2 separate regions of the Sus scrofa genome follow, and region 1 is linked to region 2. The links are chromatin contacts, called in public Hi-C maps. All regions are on one chromosome and are shown on one strand. The core of a region is the stretch at or near the end of the contact, and the rest is flanking DNA. Distances in the headings are between cores, read along the strand shown.

The links. A called contact is a pair of places that touch in the nucleus more often than the background predicts.
Region 1: a Hi-C map of omental adipose tissue shows a contact between it and region 2, with 1.6 times the contacts expected there. The contact joins the promoter of COL3A1 here to the enhancer-like site in region 2. A contact is called at or near these places in 5 of 47 Hi-C or Micro-C datasets (embryonic fibroblasts, mesenchymal stem cells, mesenteric adipose tissue and 1 more).

The regions. Positions count from the first base shown.
Region 1 is chr15:93,555,145-93,562,157 of Sscrofa11.1, forward strand. It overlaps COL3A1 (collagen type III alpha 1 chain), which reads left to right and starts at 1,770. Exons shown (of 51, transcript NM_001243297.1): 1 at 1,770-1,967. The coding sequence starts at 1,886.
Region 2 is chr15:93,449,476-93,456,485 of Sscrofa11.1, forward strand. No RefSeq gene overlaps it. Among named protein-coding and RNA genes, the nearest start is that of DIRC1, 39 kb to the left of the region's middle. Within about 2 kb of position 4,351, at least 13 of the 83 cell types and tissues checked have an H3K27ac peak or open chromatin away from gene starts, as enhancers often do. A contact at or near this core is called in omental adipose tissue, where this site is marked.

The DNA.
Region 1 (7,013 bases), core at 520-3,019, 100 kb after region 2:
AAATTCTAATGAAGAAATTTAATACATTTAAACTTTTAATGATCGTTTAAAATAATAAGATAATGAATATAGATATACAAAATTTTTATGTAAGTGTCAGAGACTTGCTAAAAATAAAAAAAAAATCATGTTTCTGAATTGGTTTGAACACAAGGGGATTTTTTAAGAAAAAAATTAAATGATTGAAAGGGAGAAGCATATAAATGAGTCTTTTCCCCCAACATCTCCACTATGACCCAGTAGCAAAGCTTATTTTCATGACTGTTCAGTTGTTACTTGTTTTTCCTTCAAGTAGTGACTCTCTAGTCTACAATCAGAAGATGCACAAGAGATTGGTCCAACTAATTTTCTTTTCCTGTCACTAGATGATGTCATCTACATTGTGATGGCTTTGTGTTTTTGTAACTGGGCCTGTAGGCAGGCAAATGTACTTCTGTGCTTGGTTATAGAATAGATGTACATCTAGAATTATACAGATAATATGTGAAATTTGAGTAACATGAATGGGGAGAAAGAGAAAGAAGAAGCTGAAAACAAGCATAATAAAGGAAAGTTTTAAACTGGGTACTAGAGCAGTGACTTCCATGAATTGGTGTGAGGTGAGGAGAATACTATGTGCACATACATGCATGAGGATGGGCATCATTTAGTTGATGTGGAAAAAATAAAATAAATGCAAAATATTTTGATTAGAATTGAATAGTTCATGTAGAATATAGCGATGACTGAAGGAACCATGGACTGATGATTAGGATGTAAAGGAATATCTTTATTACTAGAAATAATCTGGTATTGAGAACAAGCATATTTTTCTTGCAAAGATTACCTATAAATAGTTTTTGTTCCTCTTCCAAATATAGCCCAGAAATTACTCCTCAGATCCAGAAATACATTGAAAAGCTATATTAATGTGGCCTGGAAATTTTAGAAAATTTAGAAATATTTATACTAGCATTTATACCAACCCAGGTAAAATGATAACTTTTGGTACTGTTTTGACACTTCATTTGATAAGCTCTTTCTCTGTTTCTTACAAAGTCAAGACATGAAAGGCTAAATTTTTCTCTGGCAAAATCCATTTCAGTTTTTACAAGCAGCATAAAATTTGAAATCTCAGAAGAGGTCCCCCTTTGGCTGGCTAAAGAAATTTGTGAGTAGAAACAGCTATAGATAAGCATCTAACCTTTGAGGTGCTGTTTAAACATACCTTAGGTACTTAGTCCTTTGACATGTGCCTGAAACTGAACTTCCAGGACCCAGAGTGGATGATGAATGAAAGGGACATCAGAGGTTTTTCTTCCAGTTAATCTTTTACAGTTCCCTATTTAAATTGGGCCGGGTGGATTCTGGCAAAAGCCCAGTATAAAAATCTAGGAAGATCAGGTTTGCAAATTAGTCATGCTTAAAAAAAGGGCATCAAGCAATTTCTCAAAATTATGCATTTGTTAATACTATGAGGGAAAATGAAAAAATACATACATCAAATTCTTCCATTAAAACTCAGGGCAGAACATTTTTATATCTAAGTTATGCAAACATATATATGACTAAAATATGTAAAAAACTTATACATAAACAGATGCACACAAGCTCCAGATGTGTAATCTTTCTTACTTTGTGGGTTGTGTCTTCCATAAGGGAAAAAGACATATTAATCATTTCTTTTACTGCTAAGGGGATGGGTGCTGCTCTCATATTTCAGAAAGGGGCTGGAAAGTGAGGGAAGCCAAACTTTTTCCTATTTAAGGCCAAAGCACAGGAATCTCAGTGGCTGAGTTTTATGACGGGCCCGGTGCTGAAGGGCAGGGAACAACTGATGGTGCTACTTTGAACTGCTTTTCTTTTCTCCTTTTTGCACAAAGAGTCTCATGTCTGATATTTAGACATGACGAGCTTTGTGCAAAAGGGGACCTGGTTACTTTTTGCTCTACTTCATCCCACTGTTATTTTGGCACAACAACAGGAAGGTGAGTAGGTACTAATTTTGAGAAACTTTATGGGGTTTTTGTCTTTACTTTTTCTTACAAATAGGTCTAAAGGGGAAAATAGGTCTCCTAAAAGCTAATTTCCTCTCTAAGCTCCCAGCTGTGAAATGTAGAACTGACCTGAATGCTGCCTTTTATTTTTGCTTAAAAAGAATATTGTCATTTTTGTATTTAAAAGTTCTCTGGTTGTTCCAGATAAAGATGTTCTTGTACTAACTTGTTTTCATGTTAACAGCACTGGAAACTTTAAATGGTTTTTAAAAGTTCCCCTCCTGGATTGTTAACATCTTGGAATGCTTCCCTAGGCAATCTGGAAGTTATTTGTCTCTTGTAATACTTTTATGCTCTCCTTTGTATTCTGGATTCTTTGTCAGGATAGAGAATTAAGCATTGTTTAACCGTAAGATAATGCATTTAAAAAATAGCATGCATTAAGTATAGTCTAAAGGAAAATGCTACACATTATTAGAATCATTGAAGGTATTTCTATAAAAGAACAACAAGGTAATATCTGCAAGGCTCTTTAAACTGGTTCAAACTGTAAAAAATGTTTCATTGTTCCTGTTTTTATTTGGTTTCCAGCACTTACATGGTGGATTAGTATCCATTTTCTAATAATTTATTGTTAAGGGTCTAGTGTTTTCTGCATGTTCTACATTTTAACTTCATTTACACTTAATAAAGAGAATATTTATTGAAGTACTTTCAATAGAAATGTTTGACTTTTCCACAAATAAGGTAAAGATACTAGCACTGTTTGACTTCAAAGAGGTGATTTGTTCTATTTTCTAATTAGTGCAAACAATAGTTTTCATGTTCACATTTCCTCAAAACCATGTTTGGTTCATTATTGCATTGTGTGAAAAGATTTCTTTTAATTCATATGTTTCTCAGAGTCATGAAAATACCGGACGTATTGGAATTAAAACTTGCATAGAGATCAATCTTTAAATGCTAAATTCGAAGATGCCAGAAGAAATTATTACACATCCACTTCTATTTGTACATAATAAAAATTGTTTACATTTAAACCTATAGTTTTTGCAAGCACAGTGTCTGAAAAAAGTGTTTTGTCTCTAACATCAAATATCTTTAATGTCCTCACAGGTCATATATGTAAGTGAGGGGGGAACATCAATGACATGTCTTCAGTTACATTCAGCCCATGGCCACAAAAGCAAACATCCATATCCCTTGTTCCCCTCATTTCCTCTTTCTTTTTTCCTCTTCTCCCTTACATTCTCACCTTTTTATCTCTCCACCCCTTTTGGCTCCTTTGGACCTCCTCCCCCTTGTCATTCCTTCACTGTTACCCCACCCCCTTCCTAGGGAAGCCTCTCCCTCTCCCTTTCCCCTTCCTCTATCACCCCCCCTTCTTCATCCCCAAGTGTCCTCCCTATGCCTCCATCTCTTTTCTTTCTTCCTCTTGCCTCCTCCCTCTTTTTTTTTCCTTGAATTCTCAGTCCTCCTTCCTCTCTGCTCCTCTCTTCTTTCCCTCCCCATTCTATTCTCCCAGAAGATGCTACAAATCCCAGACCCTGGCTAGGATACCAAATGACTTCTACCACATCCCCACCTCAATCAAGACTTCTCTCTTTTTTAAAGTTCTTAAATTCTCCTAATTTCTGGAAAAAAAAAAATCACCAAATTCCCATTTATTGGAAAGACTACAAACCTTTGGTGTTTAGTTCAAAAGCAAAACAAAATATTTGTAGTTGCCTGGTGATCACAATTTTTTATAATTTTTATGGCAAGTTTTCTTCTCAATCCCACTTTAGAGGGAAAAAATGTTTGAGATCTACATAACTTTATATCACATATGTTTTTTTCTATTTTCTCTTTTCCCTTCAGCTTCAGAATATAACAAATAGCTATGAAAATCTGTTGATACATTTATAGGCTTTTATGCTCAAAAGAAGTTGAAAGAATTTTGTTCATCTTACTGCTTTTGTTTGTCATGAAAAAAAGTTTAAGTTTTTTAAGATAGTACATCTTATGTTCCCTTCAGGTTTTACAAAAAAAAAAAAAAATTCTGTTAGATTAGCTTCGGAAAGGTTGCAGGAGGTGGTTGAATATACAGCACTTTGAGAATAGTCATATATAGTCCTGGAGTATGGGTTTCTTAGAAATGCCCTGAGAATCCCACAGAGAAACAGCGCAGCTCTAACGAACACTAACTTCTAGTCTACTCACACAAATTTTCTGGAGCATAAAACATGTCCTCAAAAAGAATTTTGGTCTTTTTATAAATCTGTGAAAGTTCTATTTAATTCATGTATTTTCTTCCACCAATGGAGAAATGTGGTCTGTTTTATATTTCCTGTAGTTTATAAACATGCCAAATTTAAGCACAAAGACTCGCCACCTAGTGGCTGACAGAGTTACCATTTGCATGACCAATGCCAACATAAATTCAATGCAGCTGGACTCTGTATTTCATAATGAGATTTAAAAATATCATGTGTTAATTTTAAATATTAAACACTACTTTCCTAAGAAACTAAGTATGTTGCTGATAAAATATTGCTAAACACACATACTCACAAATACATGGTAACAATATTCAAAGACTTTTTGAAAATGTGCTTAAATGTTACCGCCATTTTCAAAATTCCATATATAACTACTCCACATATAACTATTTTTTTGAATATTTGTCAAGTTTCTGATTTTTTAGAATATTTTACATCTGTATTTTCATTACTGTTTATTAGACAGATAAAAGAATAAAAAGATATTACCAAGTATTATTACTTCACTAGGGCAGGGAGATAAGCTTTATTTTAATTAAAAGTGTTCTGACATTTGAGTTTATATTTTGATATTCTGACAATTCTGCTGTGATAATGAACCGTGGGCCTTTAACTATTATAGAATTAAAGTCCATTGTAAAGGGATTCAGAGAATCAGTTCCTTATCACAGGTTGTGATACTCTATTTCCTTTTATGCTTATTTCTATTATGCTTTAAGGGGGGATTTGTAACCGATCAAGCATATTCAAGTTTTCTGGTTTGTGCTGCCTCTAAAATTAAACACGCCAAACTAATGAAAGCATACAGCACAAAATCACTAGAAACAACAGTACTTTTAAAAAGAAAGAATGCATAACTGCTCTGATATTTCAGTGCAAGTCACCTAACATGGATTCAGTGCTTTTCTTGAGATTATACATCTAGGAAATAACAGAGTTAAGACTAGGACCAAAATTCTGTTACATCTTAGGTAATTAGAAGATACAAAACATACATTGAATCCGAAGCATCGGATTTTTAAAAATTTTTTAACTGTCCTTGATAAGAGATACTAAAAAATCGTATATTGTCCTAGAAAACATAAGATAATGCACTTCAAGGTGAATAAAAACATAGATTTTTTTTTCTGTTGAATTGATAAATCAAGTTTTTAAATAGGTGGTTCGTCCGTGATCTAACCAGAAATTATCTTTGGTTCTGTAATGATATAAATTCCAAGTAAATAAAGCATTGATACAAAATTTTGTGTTTTTCATTCATGATACCTTGCATTTCCCTCCTACCTGTAGAGTATTCAACATTAGATGATTTAAAAGCCTATGAGTAAATAGATATTCTGATTAAATTCTGAAATTAAATATCTCCATATTGTAAGAGAAAAGAGCAAAGCCTCTGGAACAACTCTGGGAAAGAAAGCAAGCCTGTGATTATGTGCTTTTAACTAATTCAAACTCTTGGGTTGAATCTTCTGTCTTATCTACAGGCTCATTTTAAAAAAATCGCGAACTGTTGGGTGTCTGTTTTCCAGGAGTAGAGTTAAGACTAAAAGCCCTCACAAAAAGTCCCTGCTCCACACTTGGAGAGTCTCAGGCAGACCTTGAGTGGTCACCCAGGGGGAAGAGTGCCATCTACCGAAACCCTGTGGTTTCCTTTGTGGATGATTGGAGCAAAGCGCCAAAGATCATGCAGCTCAGTTCTTTCATTTTGTAACATCAAACGACACCACCACCTTGAAGGGATTAAAGTGGATTGCTTAAGAGTTAAAGTTTTAAAGTTGAAAGATGTTATTGCCTTTGCTGGACATGAACAACATTTGTAAAGTTTCCAGGTCTACAATAACTTTTTGGAAACGCCTCTGTGGGCTGTTTCTTGTAAAACAATTTTCCCTCGCAAAAAAGTTTAGTGCTGTTGTTTTCCACACTCAGAAAAAAAAGAAAAGAAAAGAAAGGAAAGGAAAGGAAGGGGGTGGTATGGTGAATCTTGACGTTTCAAAGGGGAAACTGCCTGTTTCATGTCAAGATGACAACGGAAAAAATGAGATGGCAATTCTTACACAAATCATTTGTTAACTGCAGTTTGGGGAGTTACATTAACCACTAGAATGTCTGTCTGTGCCTAATGAAAACACAGCAGAAATGGATTCCTTTCAGATTAACTAATAAAACCCTTGTATTTTCCATGACTGAGGTCAAGAACTGGCTTTTAAAATGTAATCTTAGTGAACAAAATGAAAAGTTCAAAGAAGAAGGCAAAAATTAAAATGCCTCGAAGACGTAAAAATTGAAGCTAAAGGATCCAGATCCTATTAAAAGTTAAACTTCCTTTGAAAACTCACATTAAGAAATTACTGCTTCAGTAAAAGGCATTTATTTTTCTGAAACTGTTTTCTATAGTATATGGTGTGGAAGATAGCAAACAGCGACTGTGTTTCTCAAATTAATTAAAATCTGAGAAACGCTCTTGAGCTGCCTGGTATGTTCATAATATTCAAATTTAGAAGGGAAGCTTTTAATGAAATTAGAAGTTAATTAATAGGAATCATTTAATAACTATATTTTCTGAAAATCAATATCATAGTGAACCATCTTAAACATGGGTTTTCTTGCTTGTGTGTGTGTGTGTGTGTGTGTGTTTCATTGACTACATAAGCCTTATCTGTTTGTTGCTGTTGCTGCTGTTAGGATGCTGTTTCTCAGTATCTAGTAAGCCATATGCTGAGTTTCCACTCACAGTTAATCTTGATGGTGGTCTGGATGTCATTAGGGTGGTCTCAGA
Region 2 (7,010 bases), core at 3,101-5,600:
CAATGAAATATTATAAAAGGAATACAAAAACACAGTACCTTTTAAAATTGCATCTCAAAGAAACAAATACCTGGGAATAAACCTGACCAAGGAGGTGAAAGACTTATATGCTAAGAACTATAAGACATTAATCAAGGAAATTAAAGAAGATGTAAAGAAATGGAAAGATATTCCATGCTCCTGGGTTGGAAAAATTAATATAGTAAAAATGGCCATACTACCCAAAGCAATCTACAGATTCAATGCAATCCCTATCAAATTATCCATGACATTTTTCACAGAACTAGAATAAACAATCCAAAAATTTATATGGAACCACAAAAGACCCAGAATTGTCAAAGAAATTCTGAGGAACAAAAACCAAGCAAGAGGCATAACTCTCCCAGACATCAGGCAATATTACAAAGCCACAGTCATCAAGACAGTGTGGTACTGGTACCAAAATAGACAGACAGACCAATGGAACAGAATGGAGAACCCAGAAATAAACCCAGACAACTATGGTCAATTAATCTTTGACAAAGGATACGTGTGTGTGTAACTGGGTCACCATGCCGTACAGTAGAAAACTGACAGAGCACTGTAAACCAGCAATAACAGGAAAAAATAAAAATGATTATATATATAAAAAAGGAATTTTCACAGAATAATTCATAATAGCCAACACCAGAATCATCTAAATATTCCTCAATAGTAGAAAACACAAGTGAATTGTGGCACAACACAACGGACACAATTAGCATGGAAAATGACCAAACAGTATCTTTACATTTAGGCCTTCGATTCATTTTTAGTTTCTTTGTGGGTGATGTTAGAGAATGTTCTAATTTCACTCTTTTACATGTAGGTTTCCAGTTTTCCCAGCTCCTCTTATTGAAGAGACTGTCTCTCCTCCATTGTCTATTCTTGCCTCCTTTGTCATAGATTAGTTGGCCATAGGTGCTATATATACGAAAAAAATCTGAAAAAGAATGGAAATATATATATGAAACAGATTCATTTTGCAATACACCTGAAACTAACACAATATTGTAAATCAACTATATGCTAATAAAAATTTTAATAAGTAAAAAAAATAAATAAAATCAGAGAGAATGATTTAAAAAAAAAAGACCAAACATGCTATATACAACAACATGAATGAATCTCACAATCAAAAACCTGAATGCAAGACTCAACCCCAAGCAATTCAGACAGTATGATTCCTTTCATATAAAGTTCAAAAACAAGGCAAAAATAATTCTTGATATTAGAAGGCAGAATAGTGGTTATTAAGCTGTGATGAGCTGGGTGATGCACAAAGGGTGTTTCTAAGATGCTGGTGATGCTTTATTCCTAGACTTTGTTGGTTACATGATCTGATATTTTGTCACAATTCACAAATCTGTACACTTTGATATAATGTATTTTCCATAACATGCTTTATTTCAATAAAAAATTTATTTAAAAAATTGAAGATAAAATACCAAATTTCACAGTGTGGAATATGGTCATTATTGTTTTAGCACTGAGGACTCCATACCACCCTAGCACTCTTATTCTCTGCATCTAAAACATGAATATAGTCTTAAGATACTTAAGGAGCTATTTCAGCAGACTCTAGCTTTTTAGTAAGAAAAAATAAAACTATTCATTTTTAAAAGTTTGACTTACATTCCAAAACATTATGTAATTTCCTGTTTGATAGAGGAAAGTTCCTTGCTTAAATGATAAATGACCTTTCTGTGTCCTCTACAGCATTAGAAAAACATCATTCTGTAAAATCCCTTTTAAGTTTTCAGTTTTTGGGGGGGTTATTGATGTTCTTTCAATGCTAGAGAAGGGAGCTGAAATTCCTGTTATTGGTTTGCATGACTGATTGTAAGCTTAGGACTGGGATCCTCAGAGTTGCTAATGCAACTCCTTCATGTTTCTGATTACAGTTGTACCTAATGCAACTTAATGCATTAATACAGCTTGATTATTCTTTATCCTTAAAGTGGCATTTTTTATCCATAAAGCAAATAAGTATAGAATTTTACATCAGATTGCACTTTGATAAATGTATCTGTTCTTTGATGATTTAACTATTAAATAAGCAAGTATAACTAATTTGTTTCAATTAAAGGATTTTCTTTAGGTAGCCACACATCAGATTGCATTCTTGCATTAATATATAGTCCCTTGAATTCTTTTTTTATATAATGATTTTTATTTTTTTCTACTATACCTGGTTTACAGTGTTCTGTCAATTTTCTACTGTACAGCATGGTGACCCAGTTACACATACATGTATACATTCTTTTTTCTCACATTATCGTGCTTTATCATAAGTGACCAGATTCTAATTCAAATTGTCAATTATCCTTCTCATGAAAATATTTTTTATTATTTTTGGGGCAAAGTTATCCAGGATTTCTTATTATATTATTTTGTCCTATTTTTAGTTAAATAATAACTAAGTCCATGTAAAGAAAATAATAGGTATGTGCATTGAATGCATTGATTCATCAATATATTTTATTTCTCTAGAAAAAATTCATTAATAAAATAACTAATCTGAAAAACACCAGTTTTCTGTCTACACTAAAATGAGATTTGGGAGCCATATTTTATGTGGAAGGTGGACTGTTAGAAATGCCCCATACTAAGGCTGTGTTTGTGCATCAGAATATACAAGGCTATTGTTAGTAAAAAATGAATTATTGCTCTCTCTTGGGCTGAACATTGTTTATCACAGAGTGTTAATTGTATAAGTCAATCAGTCACAACCCTTAGATAATTTACATATTGGTGAGCCAAGCACTACCTCATTATATAATGATCCACACTAGCTCTTGCTTTTATTTTTGCTTTTTCCATTTCTCAAATATTTATCTTCCCCCTTTCCTTTCAAATTAAAAATAAGCTTGGATGACTCCCGTAAGATGGAGAAAGAGGCAGATTGAGTAATGGAAAAATGAATAAACTTGGAATTTGGAAGCTTGTCTTCCAGTCCTGGCATTACCCTTCACCATTTCTTTGGGCAAATTCAGTCTTTGTAAGTCTCAGTTTCCTCATTTGTAAAATGTGGATAATAACTCTTGTTCCACTTACCTCACTAGTTGTTGTGAACGACTGAGGTAAAGGCGAAAGGTCTGTGAAAACCTATTACATAAGTGTAAAGCGTTACAATTACGACTACTACTTTTATAGATTTATTGGGACTAAATTTCTAACCTGGTGTCCTTGCACCTGACTCAGTCACTTTACTTACATTGAATTTATTTTTTGATAGACCTAGAATCTTCAAGACTCTGTCCAATGTTGTAACTTGTGAGGGAATATTTATTTCAAGCTTTAGAAACTACGCTTATTTGGGTGAAAATGGTTTGCAAAGACTACCACATCTCCTGTTTTAAATAGTTGTAGAATTAAAGCTGAGGGGGAAAAATGCAGGGGGAAGCATCTCTTATGAAATCTGAATCACACTGGCCATCTCCGTGTATCTAAGTGTATTAGACTGAAACAGAGGAGCTATCTCTTGTAAATGTACTACCAGGGGGCACCCGAGGCCATTTGCTGAAAGATACTGGCTCTGGCTCAGTTACTTCTAAGTAACTTCCAGATATTTTCCCCCATGACTTTACCACTTGGCTCCCCTTGCTAGTCAGCACCAGCCTCCAGGCTCTCCCTTTTCCAGACTGAGCAGTGCTCCCCACCCTGCTTTACTTCCTCTAAATGCCAAAGCTTTGAGGTTTCCAAAAAGCAAACACAGCCTGATCCATCGTCCGGTGGCTGCATTTGAGTGTCTCAAACCATTTATTCCTTTTATTGGCCTTGGAGACACAGGATAAAGAAAACTTAGGGGAAGGATCCTGGAGTTTTAAAAAGGGCTGACTCATGTGCCCTAGGTCACAATGACCTTTTGGAGTCCTCAGAACTTTCTCGACATACCCTCAGATCTCTCTAACCAGTTGCTAGCAGCATTATCACAGAAGTAGCAGTCTGTAATTCCCCCTAGACTGGTGGAGCCCCAACCACAGTTGGGAGATACAGCCTGAATGATGACAGAAGCACCCTGACTCCAGCGTGGCTTTGTGTGTGGCAGGAAAATTATTTGGTCCAGTTGCTCTACTTAAGGATTTCCTCAACTGGTCAAGGGGATTTAAATTGTGGAATGGAAAACACTGGCCTCTTTTCTCAGTTATGTATATGCATCTGTTATTATGCTATATATTTCATATACTTCTAAATTATATTTTCAATGCTCACATTAGATGATTCCTAATTTTCAGGTGCTGAAAATTGCTTGTGGAATACTGGAAATAAGAAGAAAGGAGGGGCGCGGGAACAGTTGCCTAGAACATCACTTGTAACGTGTTGACAGTATTTTCCCTCTCCCCTTCAGGAGGGTGTGAAAATCAACTCAGCCAATAGAGAAATAGTTTAATAATACTGCAGCCAGGGATCTCTGAGAAGTGCTTCCAATTCTCCACATTGATCTTAGCAGTGACATTTCTATATTGACATCAGTTTTCACTAGTTCCCACCAGTAAAACACCACCAGTAAAACACAAATTCCATCAGGTTGCTCCTATTGAGCAGAGCATAGTCTGGTTTGACTACTGAATATTTTATAAAGTGATCCATATTTTTATTTTATAATCCCTCAAAATATTTTATATTTATCTTCTTGTTTCAATTTCAACATTTCCTGCTTATTTCACATGTATTTCCTCTGTGTAGGTCTGTGCCACTATATATGGTAAGGATTTCCAAAATGCACTTTTTTCTAAATATTTTTCCTTGAAGATTTTTTTTATTTATGTGCAATAATCTGAAAAAGTAACCTCTCCTACTTCCAAAGGCAGTGCTCAAGCAAAACACTTTCACTTTCCACTCTGGCCCCTTCCTTTTCTGGCTTCATCCATTTTTCAGACCTTAAAATAAATGTCCTTCTTTAGAGAAACATCCCATAAATTCTAAGAATAGTTTAGGTCTTTCAGTAATAGATCCACATAGGTCCCAGTACTTCAGGTTCATGTCAAATTACATTGTTTCTAGTAAATACCAATTTGTATAATTGTTTGTGTGATTTTAATGGCTTTATTTCTGGACTTGAGGCTGCGTGAGGGCAGATAATCATGCTTTTCTTGAACACCGCTAAGTTTCCTTTTTCTACCAGCGTACCTGGAACTCAGTAGTAGCACAGAAACATTTTTGCATGAGTGAAGAATGAATAAACCAACCACTCTCTGGCATACAATTCCCTGTGAACCTAAAACATGTAATCCTGATGAAACCTGGTGAACATTTATGCCACTAGTTGATCAGGGGTAGAAGCAAAAGAGTCAGGAAAAATTGCTTCTCTGAATCTTGCATTAGTTGACTAAGTTTTCATGATGCATTAATTCTCCAATCTTCTCAAGCTAATTTTAGACTCCAAAGCCATGTAGAGATGATCTGTTTTGTACTTCTGACATCTTTTGATGGACCACCTGACAGCTCTAAGTCAAATACATTTAGAGTCTAGCCCTAAGACATGGGTGTATTCTCAGTTCTCAGTCAGTTCAACCACTGCATAGGCTGATTCAATGGTTCTTATCTGCAGAAGGCAAAAGCAGAGGTGTAGAATTATTGCTCTCATTGCTCTTAGAATCTGTCAATGGTGGTTGAAAAGATAAGGATGAGACATTTCTTTATTTCTTCTTTTCACTATGTCTGTTAAAGAGATTACCAACAACCCACCCTTTTTTAGGTCCCTCTGTGCATATTAATAATTTGTCATTCTTTCTGATTACTCAGTTATACTGATACAGTCATCAACTGAGTCTACTTGCTTGCCAAACATTAAGAAATGACCACTAAAAAAAAAAGACAAGGTCAGGAATGGTAAAGACAGCAAATCCTTTGAGCCATTTTATTAGACTCAAAAGAGTCATTTTGGTGACAATATTCCTTTGCTTTAGTGGAAATAGACTAAAACCAAATTCTCTCTTGACTTCTCAGTTAAGAAGCTACTACTTATTATGTACACACAAAATAGATTTCTTATGCACTCTCTTCTATAAAGACATGGTTCAAAAGTCTTAAAGTCCCCAATGACTGTCATGCACTCTTTCAATTCTAGGTAAACTTAAAACTTTGGCCTTAAATTTCTTTTTCTAAACAAATTAAACAACACAAAATCAATTTGTTTATTCCAAGGGTCATTGTTATTTGTTCTGAATATATATTTTGGAAGATATGCTTTGAGCACAGTACATACACTCAACAATTTTCACCAACAGATAATTGTAATCTTCGTAGTCTTTATACTTAATTTGATTGTAAAATGTGGGGCTTAGACATCAATTTGAAATGTTTGGTAATCTTTTGTTTCTCTTCACTGTAGGGCTTGTGATATCAAAACCAACATGTGGCAGAATTTCTAGGACTAATGCCAAACATATGGTATCCACAACCAGTCAGCACAACCTTTGGAATTCTAATTGCAAAGAAGTGCCAAATGAAAATGCTTAATAGTACACATATGGCCAGTTGAGGATTTCCTAATAGACTGATTTCTCTAAGGCCTATAAATGTCTTTGTCATGTAGAACAGACCAATTTTAATGTTGCAAGAAAGACCATGACTAAATACAGTCTTTTAACATTTTTATGTATTTTTAAGATATGAAAATAAAATGTAATCTTCAAATCTTTATTAAACTTTTAAGCCTTCAAAGTCTCTTTTCCAAAACTATATGCAATCTAGAAGGGCCTGCTAATTATCCTACTCATTTTTAGCCTAAGGCTAACAGAATTAAGGATGCAATCATTTTCCTTGAACTAGATACATAATTCCATGAAAACACTACCACAGCAGCATAAATCTGACATTTAGCTAATGCTGTATTTATAATAAGCACTAATCATGGAATCAAAACTTTTCAGTTCAAAGGATGTTGAAGATCATCTAGTTTATTTTTCATTTTTTATTATTTTTATTTTTCCATTATAGTTGATTTACTGTGTTCTGTCAATTTCTACTGTACAGCAAAGTGACCC